Regions from separate parts of the Mus musculus genome. Here region 1 is linked to region 2. Evidence: chromatin contacts called from public HiChIP or PLAC-seq data. All regions are on one chromosome and are shown on one strand. Each heading gives the region's core, a stretch centred on a gene start, on an enhancer-like site or on the middle of the called end of the contact. The rest is flanking DNA. Distances are from core to core; before and after follow the strand shown. Region 1 has its middle 57 kb from the start of Gm35039. Region 2 overlaps Kcnab1 (potassium voltage-gated channel, shaker-related subfamily, beta member 1).

What was found. HiChIP or PLAC-seq counts read pairs in DNA pulled down with a chosen protein or histone mark.
Region 1: a FOXA1 HiChIP or PLAC-seq map of pancreatic cancer cells shows a contact between it and region 2. The contact joins two enhancer-like sites. A contact is called at or near these places in 1 of 15 datasets of contacts at CTCF or cohesin (the NIH/3T3 cell line), 1 of 484 Hi-C or Micro-C datasets (the HL-1 cell line) and 2 of 115 datasets of contacts at active chromatin or transcription factors (astrocytes and pancreatic cancer cells).

Annotation. Positions count from the first base shown.
Region 1 is chr3:65,869,787-65,873,627 of GRCm38.p6, forward strand. No RefSeq gene overlaps it. Among named protein-coding and RNA genes, the nearest start is that of Gm35039, 57 kb to the right of the region's middle. Within about 2 kb of position 1,610, at least 169 of the 459 cell types and tissues checked have an H3K27ac peak or open chromatin away from gene starts, as enhancers often do. A contact at or near this core is called in the HL-1 cell line, the NIH/3T3 cell line and pancreatic cancer cells, where this site is marked.
Region 2 is chr3:65,133,828-65,137,634 of GRCm38.p6, forward strand. All of the region lies in intron 1 of Kcnab1 (potassium voltage-gated channel, shaker-related subfamily, beta member 1), which reads left to right. A330015K06Rik (RIKEN cDNA A330015K06 gene) reads right to left here. Exons shown (of 5, transcript NR_126080.1): 4 at 1,767-1,981; 5 at 1-787. Among named protein-coding and RNA genes, the nearest start is that of Kcnab1, 27 kb to the left of the region's middle. Within about 2 kb of position 1,449, at least 36 of the 459 cell types and tissues checked have an H3K27ac peak or open chromatin away from gene starts, as enhancers often do. A contact at or near this core is called in the HL-1 cell line, the NIH/3T3 cell line and pancreatic cancer cells, where this site is marked.

The DNA of each region.
Region 1 (3,841 bases), core at 360-2,859, 740 kb after region 2:
CCTCTGGATTCTGCCGTCACCTTCAGGAAACCATCTTTTCACTTGCCTCCTAAACAGGCAGAGCAGATGTCTAAGAGCTGAGCTGGACGCTGTGACTCTCTGGTTCCTGGGGTGGGAATTCCTTGCCACGGCAGCCCAGTTCCTGTTACCTTGGCAGAAGTCAAGGATTACTTTCCTCTCATTGATGGAACAGTTAGTCATGGATGAGGCATATTGGAAGCTTCCAAATCTTGCCTCTCCCTCTCACGCACCCTACATATCCCCACCCTAGTCCTTACTCTGATCTAGGAAATCTTAGAAACGACATATTAAGTGAAGATTTTCCAGGGTAACCTTCCTTTCTGGCGAAGTTTTTGGCGTTTGTGACATTTGTATGTATACACCCCCATAATCCTTAGACGAAAAACCGTTAAATGCTCACATAAGCAAGTCTTCAGAAGACGAATCTCTTGTACCTCATTTAACTTTTAAGATTATTCTCAATGTCTCTTTTTCCAGATATTTTAGGATTTAGGAGGAAAATGAAATTAGTTGAAACAAATCAAGGTAAGCTGGGTGATGAGAAATGAATTGATGTCTGCAAAGATTTCCCGTGCTGCTCACAATCTCTCTAGAGTGCCTCTCCTCTAAGGTGTAGGAAGCTCTGCTCCTTATCTGTTGACAGAAAACACAGGCTGGGGTCCATTCTGCCCAGAGCAGCAACATTCCTGGGACCTCATCCTTTTTCATACTTACCATGGGGGTAAAAAGCTCTGTATAAAGATGGAGTAATTGAAATCGCAACAGAACACCCTTAACAATCAAGAGTACCTCTGCTCAGGCTCAGGCTGCACTTCAGCCTGTGTCACCCGGGACTTGTTCCCAGAAGCAGAACTGACCTACAATTTGGGCTTCATACAGGAAGAAAGAGCCCATGTTACCAAGATGCACAAATTCAGAACGTGGATACCTCATTTGTTGTCACTAGGAAAGTTTTCAGTTAGCGTCTTTTCCCTTTCCCAGTTCAACAAATAAAATGCTTCCATTCTGCACTCTCTCTCCTCTCTTGTCACCTGGCCTGTTTCAGACACTGCGAAATAAATAAATAGGTAGATAAAAATAAAAAATAAAAGCAAATAAAAATACAATTAAATTAAATTTTTTAAAGGTTCCCAGATTTTCACATTTACCCCAAGCAGTAAAGAAGGGTCTGCCACCCTACAGGCAACTTTCAGGGGCATAGCGTCAGGTTATCAGAACTACATAGCGACCCCCAGCCTGGATAAATGTCGTTGGTGACCTTAAAAGTATTTATTTTAATCAGCAGTATCAGTTTTGAGAGGAAACTTCTTTCTAGCTTTCTGAGACAGCAGGGTCCGGGCTCCCGTTCCCTTCCCACCCAGGCTGTGCCTCGAGGCCTGGAGAACGTTTGCCTCGGTGATGGGAAGGGAGCACTGGCCTCTCCTGTGCTGCCCTGCACGTCCAGTGGCCCAGCACACAGCTGCGCGGGGGAGGGGAACATGCTCTCTAGCCCGGGAGCAGCTTTCCCAGAGGCCAGACAGAGGCTCTGGCCTTGCAGGGCGCCTCCCTCAAGAGCCTGAGGGTTCTTGGCAGCATGAACCCTATCCCTGCTGGGAGCAATGACTTTCTCAGGCCATGCTGAGGCCAGATGGAAGGCCGTGGGCGACTAGCGCATGCGTGAGGCGAGGGTGGCATTCAGGACAGTGGAGGAGGTCTCCAGGGCCTCAAGGGCAAGGCAGCTAGGGGCCCACTGAGAACAGAGCTTACTGGGTCCTACTGTCCTTCAGGTTTCTTAACAGCATGCTAAGGACATTGCACAGCTGGAGGTCAGCCAGTGTTAAAGGCACAGGTTCTTTAGAGGGTAACAGAATAACTGCCTCTCTTTTACATCTTAGGAAGCTAAGATTTAAAGCTATGGTTTTGTATTCTGCAAGCTAGTATCAGATCCAGATCTTACTGGTATGTCTGTGACTGTCTCCCGGTCACTTATCAGGTCTCTAAAAACCCATGTACTGAAGGCACATGGGTCTGCAAAAGAGAAGTATCCGTACATCAGTGTCTGTAACCACAGCGACTCTGAACTTGGGCACAGAGTAGAAAGGTTTGACCTGATGATTAATCAAACAACGCCAGCTGAATGTCTTTGGTGAAATCTAATTTCCTGTTCGTGAAAAGGAGATTAAAATGGAGCCCAGCCCCTAGAGTCCTGGCATTCCCAGGAGATGAGGTACCCATTGCTTAGCCGAGCGCCTGCTGGTGAAAGGCAATCAAATGTCTGAGCAACCATCTGAGAGGGAGACAAACACAGCAGAGAGATTGGTGCTTCAGTGTGAGGGCGGTTAGGGAAAGAGCCTTGCAGGATCTCCTAGGCAAAGGAGGAAACACCGGCTTCCCTTCCCCCCTCTCCCAGTAACAATGAATTGTTACTCACACCTGGGCACCTCTCAGCAGCATGGACTGCGCTCAGCATGGTGGCTCCAGCTATTTCTCGCTCTGGCTTCCCTGGGTGGGCCAGGCTGAAGATGGAGGAATCGCAGGAAATGGATGCTTGTGTAAAGTGTCACAATGGAGCACATGGAATCATAGATGGTTGAAGATAAAGACCATGGACCTCCTCGTGTAAATGAAAATGGAGTGAGAAGCTTTGAGGGGTAGAGTGATAGCAAGATTCCGACTTGAATTAAGAGGCCTGATGTTTGGCATCCCTGTGGTTCATGCCCCCCACACTCGGGGCAGATACCTTACACACACAGTACAGAGGGCAAAGAAAAAGAGGGAAAATGGTAATGAAAAAAAGGATTCCTTTTTCCTACCTTATGCAACTTCATATTCAGCAATACCATTTACTGTGATCATTAGATTTAAAACAAACAAACAAACAAACAAACAAACATTTAAGGCCAGGCTTGATGGTGCATGCCTTTAATCCCAGCACTCAGGAGGCAGAGGCAGGTGGATGTCTGTGAGTTCAAGGCCAGCCTGGTTTACAAAGCAAGTCCAGGACAGTCAAGGCTCTGATACACAGAGAAGCTGTCACAAACAACCAAACCAAAACAAACGTTTAAATTGATCTGAGAGGAAGACAGCAAGCTCTGATCATGTTTTGATTGTGCCCGTAGAATATCCAGATGCATGTCTCCAAGAAGGGTTAGGATCACAGACACCAAGTATAAGAGTCTTAGAGTTGTCCAATGGGGAATATTCAACAAAAGGTGATCTCCGAAATAGGGGCAGGGCTCAGATGGCCATAAAGTGCAGAGACAGGGGTGGGGCGTGGGGGGAGTGACTCACAGAATCAGGAGAACTGAACCTTCACAGATCTCTGCTTCAATGATCAAATGAGACATTTTGAGGAGGAGACGAAGTAGAATAAAGATCAGGGCAGGAAAACAGCCTCACACATTTCACACGAAAGCCTTCTCCAGGTTGAGGAAGTAGTCGTGAGTGAAAAATGCCAGTGATGAGTGATGTCAAGCAAATGAGTACTGGAAAACGTCCATTCAGTTTAGCAATGGGGAAGTCAGTGCTAAGTTATGCAATTCTAGTTTCATTCATTCTGTGAAGCTCTGAGAGCAGAAACCAAGTCCGAGCTGTGTTAGAAGCAAGGAGCGTTGAGACCAAGCTATGTTAGAAGCGGGGAGAGTTGAGACAGGAGAAATCATAGCAGGTTTCAGTTTGGACAAGGAAGGAAACGTCACAACGGGAAGAAGTGGAGTTTGTTTTCTGTGCGTAGTTGTTTTATTACCATTTTTCTTTACACTGGGAACTGGCAAGTGCTTATAGAGAAGGAGAATAATCCTAATGGAAAAGCAATGACTCATTACAAATGCAGAGTAAGACT
Region 2 (3,807 bases), core at 199-2,698:
CACTGTGAATGCGTGGCTCGTGAAATTTGTAGCTGGAGTTTATTTGGAGATCCTGAACTGAGGAGATTATCCTGGATTATCCAGGCACAACTTAGTGCAACCACAAAAACTCCCTCTTGAGAGTGAAGTAGAGGGAAATTCTGATGACAGACAGATGGAAGGGTGTTCACCGCTGGGTCTGAAGAGAGAGCTGACGGCTGAGTGTGGCAGAATGCAGTGGCGACAAAAAGACCAGGAAGTGATTCTCTGCCAAAGCTGCGTTGGTGACCAGCCCTGCTCCCCTGACCATGTCTCTGACTTTAGCCAGCTAAAACTGATTGAGAAATGCTGGCTTCTACAGCAATGTGAGGCAATCTAAAGTTCTTGTAGAGCCACTAAATTCCTGTTAATTGGTTGGAGCATCAGAAGGAATTTAATGTAGTCAGTTATCACCATGATAAGGTAAAAGTTCTAACCCAGAAAAGAAAGAGGAGATGATGTCCCTGTTTGAGTGACCGGAGCTGGAGTGATATTTGTAATTGATTGAGCCGTGTTCTGATAAGGGAGGGCACCATGATTTCAGCTGGAAGCACCACTTTCCAATGCAGCCTGCCTTTCGATCTGATCAGAAGCATTCCGTCTCTCAGCGCTGTGTGTCATTCATCAGCCAGTCAGTACCAGCTACCTGGTATGCAGCTGTCTTATGTACTGCCTCGGAAGTGACCTCCTGGAGGGCAAGAATCCATCTTCTTTCTCTTGATCAATAATTTCTGAGAACCTGCCACATAATGGGCACTTGGGAGAAGAGCTGAAAGTGGGAGTATAAAAAGAAAGATGTTAGTCAATTTATAGACTATGGTAAGTCATACATAAAAAATGCAAAAGTGTACATATATATATATATGTATATATATGTGTGTGTATGTATATATATATGTGTGTATGTATATATATACGTGTGTATGTATATATAGATACATAAACTGAGGCTCAGGAAGGTAAAACACCCCATACCATCCTGCCTGAATCTAGATTCCAGCCTGATAGCCATGTATTTCATTGCCTCCATACCCACCCACTTATGAGGTCACACATGCAGGAGAAACAAAGATGAGAGGGATGTATGCCCTGAGCCAGAATCTTAAATGTCAAAGACATCTAACATCTGTTGTCTGATTTAAAGTAAGTACATGTGACGCATACATCCTTGATTCTAGGTAAAGGTACAAAGAATTAATTTTCCTTCACTGCTCTGTGGCTACATTTGGAGATAGATTCACCAACAATCTAGAATCATGTGAGCACCAGGCAGGAAGCTGATACATACTTTGTCAATAGGAAAACTGAGTCACTACATAAATAAATAATATTGCCAATATCGGACAATGAGTCAGACCTATGGGCAGACGAAGGTGAGGAATGCATCTAGGGTGCATGGGAGTGTCTGCTTTTCCCTCCGAGGGCTGTGGTAGCCAGCCTTGTGTGTGGGAGAGGAGTCTCTGTCGGGTCTGTGAACATGTGGGCTGCAGACAGGACACTACCAGGCTCCATGTTGCTTGTTCTTGGCAAAGTGATGCTCTGCAAATTCCTGCAACTTCCTGAGAGCCCACTGCTATCACCCTCACATGAGAATGTACTGCTCTCTGGAGGCCCTGGAATTCTTTAAGGCCCTGGAATTCTTTAAGGCTCTGGAATTCTTTAAGGCCCTGGAATTCTTTAAGGCTTTGTAGATCAAGCACTGTGGGTCATTCTGAGAACTGAAGTCCAGAATATTATCAAATACTCACTAGCCTCCAACCGGACGGGAAAGACGAAGATCTTGCTTTTCACCAACCAATAGAAACTTTCATTTTGGTTTTCCTCTTAGCGCATGTTGATCTCAGTAGCATACATGGGCCAATGTAAGAAAAAAGTTCCTGTTCATTCAGGTGGGATTAAAAACCCATTTTACACAATATAATTCATGTGTGTGTTCCTTTAGCCTCTAAAGATGTGGACATTTCTTCTTACATAGAAAATTGTCAATGGGGAATGAAGTTAAAGACAGAAAAGTTGTTATATAATTGAATATAAATGTGGGAGTCTTGTTACTTAGAGCAAAGCTGACAGGGAAAACAATAGTAGATACCTGGGCAAAGGATTTTATCTTAGAACAATGGCATTTTGACCTATAGACTGAATGATGGTTATATCACACACACATACACACACACAAACACACAATTTTATATTCATATATATATATATATATATATATATATTTCTATCTCAGTAGAGCATACATGGGCCAATGTAAGAAAAAATGTGTATATTTATGTGGATATATGTGTGTGTGTGTGTGTGTGTGTGTATAAAGAGAGAGATATGTGCATATTAATACCATTAGAAACAGTATAGTCACCCTAAATAACTTGTATTTACATAGCATTCATGTCAGTTTTATTGCCTCAGTTTTATTTTTAAAAGAATCCTGAGCAGTAAGTAGAACAGGGCTTTTTTTCCTTCAGTTTATAGATGATGAAACCAAAGCCCAAAGAACCATGCTGCTCTGGAAAACCAGCATCATCCAGCCACCAGCAGTAAAGTCAGGTTGCCGACCTGGGCTGGAAGCCTAGGTGCACTGCAGACATCCTGCATAAAACAACACAAGGAAGTGCTGTACTCCATGATAGCTAAGACCTGTGCTAGAGTAAGATCTTAGTTATATCCTGGCTCTGCCATTTATTAACGTGTGATCCTGTACAAGTCGCAGAGCCTATCAGGATTTCAGTATATTTCAATCCATAAAATGGAAATGATTGTACTAAATTATTTAGGATCCAGATAAATGGCACACTCAAGTAAGAGGAGGAGTTTAAGAGGCCATCAATGGGCTGAGTGCACAGAGAGCTACAGGCACTCCAGGAAAGTTGGTGAACACGCTGGGGATAGCAAGGAACCCCCATATCTTCAGCATGAGGAGGGGAAGCAAGGCCCGGAAGCTAAAGAGAATCCAGTGGCTGTCCAACTGGGTTAAAGCATAGAGCTGTGAAATGACATACAGCCTAGAATCCTAAGAAATTAAACTGGAAGAACAGTACTACCAAGCCTCTCTTCTCATCCTACTGTGAGATCCTAAGAAACCCTTAGCTTTCTCCTTTGGGAGCCTGAAGGTAAGGTCCGAAGAAGTGAGCACCCAGAGCACAGATCAGGGAGACGGAGAGAGGAGATGCAGAGGGAAGTGCAGGACAGTCTGCACGGAGCACCTCTCAGGGTCAAGTTTTGATGGTTACATGTGCTAAGACGAGAAACAGCTGGAACAAAGCCCAGAGCATAGCTCGCCTCAGCACAGGTCAGCTGTTGACATGATTATTTTTACCACTCTCCAAGCACTGGGTATGGTTTCAGCTGCAGGAAGATATTAATATTTCTAGACTCTTGACTGAAAAGAACCCATTTTGCTCTGGAACCTAGAATAATTATTCCTCTCAGAGTTTGCAAAAGGTAGGTCAGATGTTAGAAGTTAATTCTTTTTTTTTTTTTTTTTTTTTTTTTTTTTTTTTTTCCATTTTTTATTAGGTATTTCGCTCATTTACATCTGCAATGCTATACCAAAAGTCCCCCATAGCCACCCACCCCCTCTCCCCTACCCACCCACTCCCCTTTTATGGCCCTGGCGTTCCCCTGTACTGGGGCATATAAAGTTTGCGTGTCCAATGGGCCTCTCTTTCCAGTGATGGCCGACTAGGCCATCTTTTGATGCATATGCAGCTAGAGTCAAGAGCTCCGGGATACTGGTTAGTTCATAATGTTGTTCCACCTATAGGGTTGCAGATCCCTTTAGCTTCT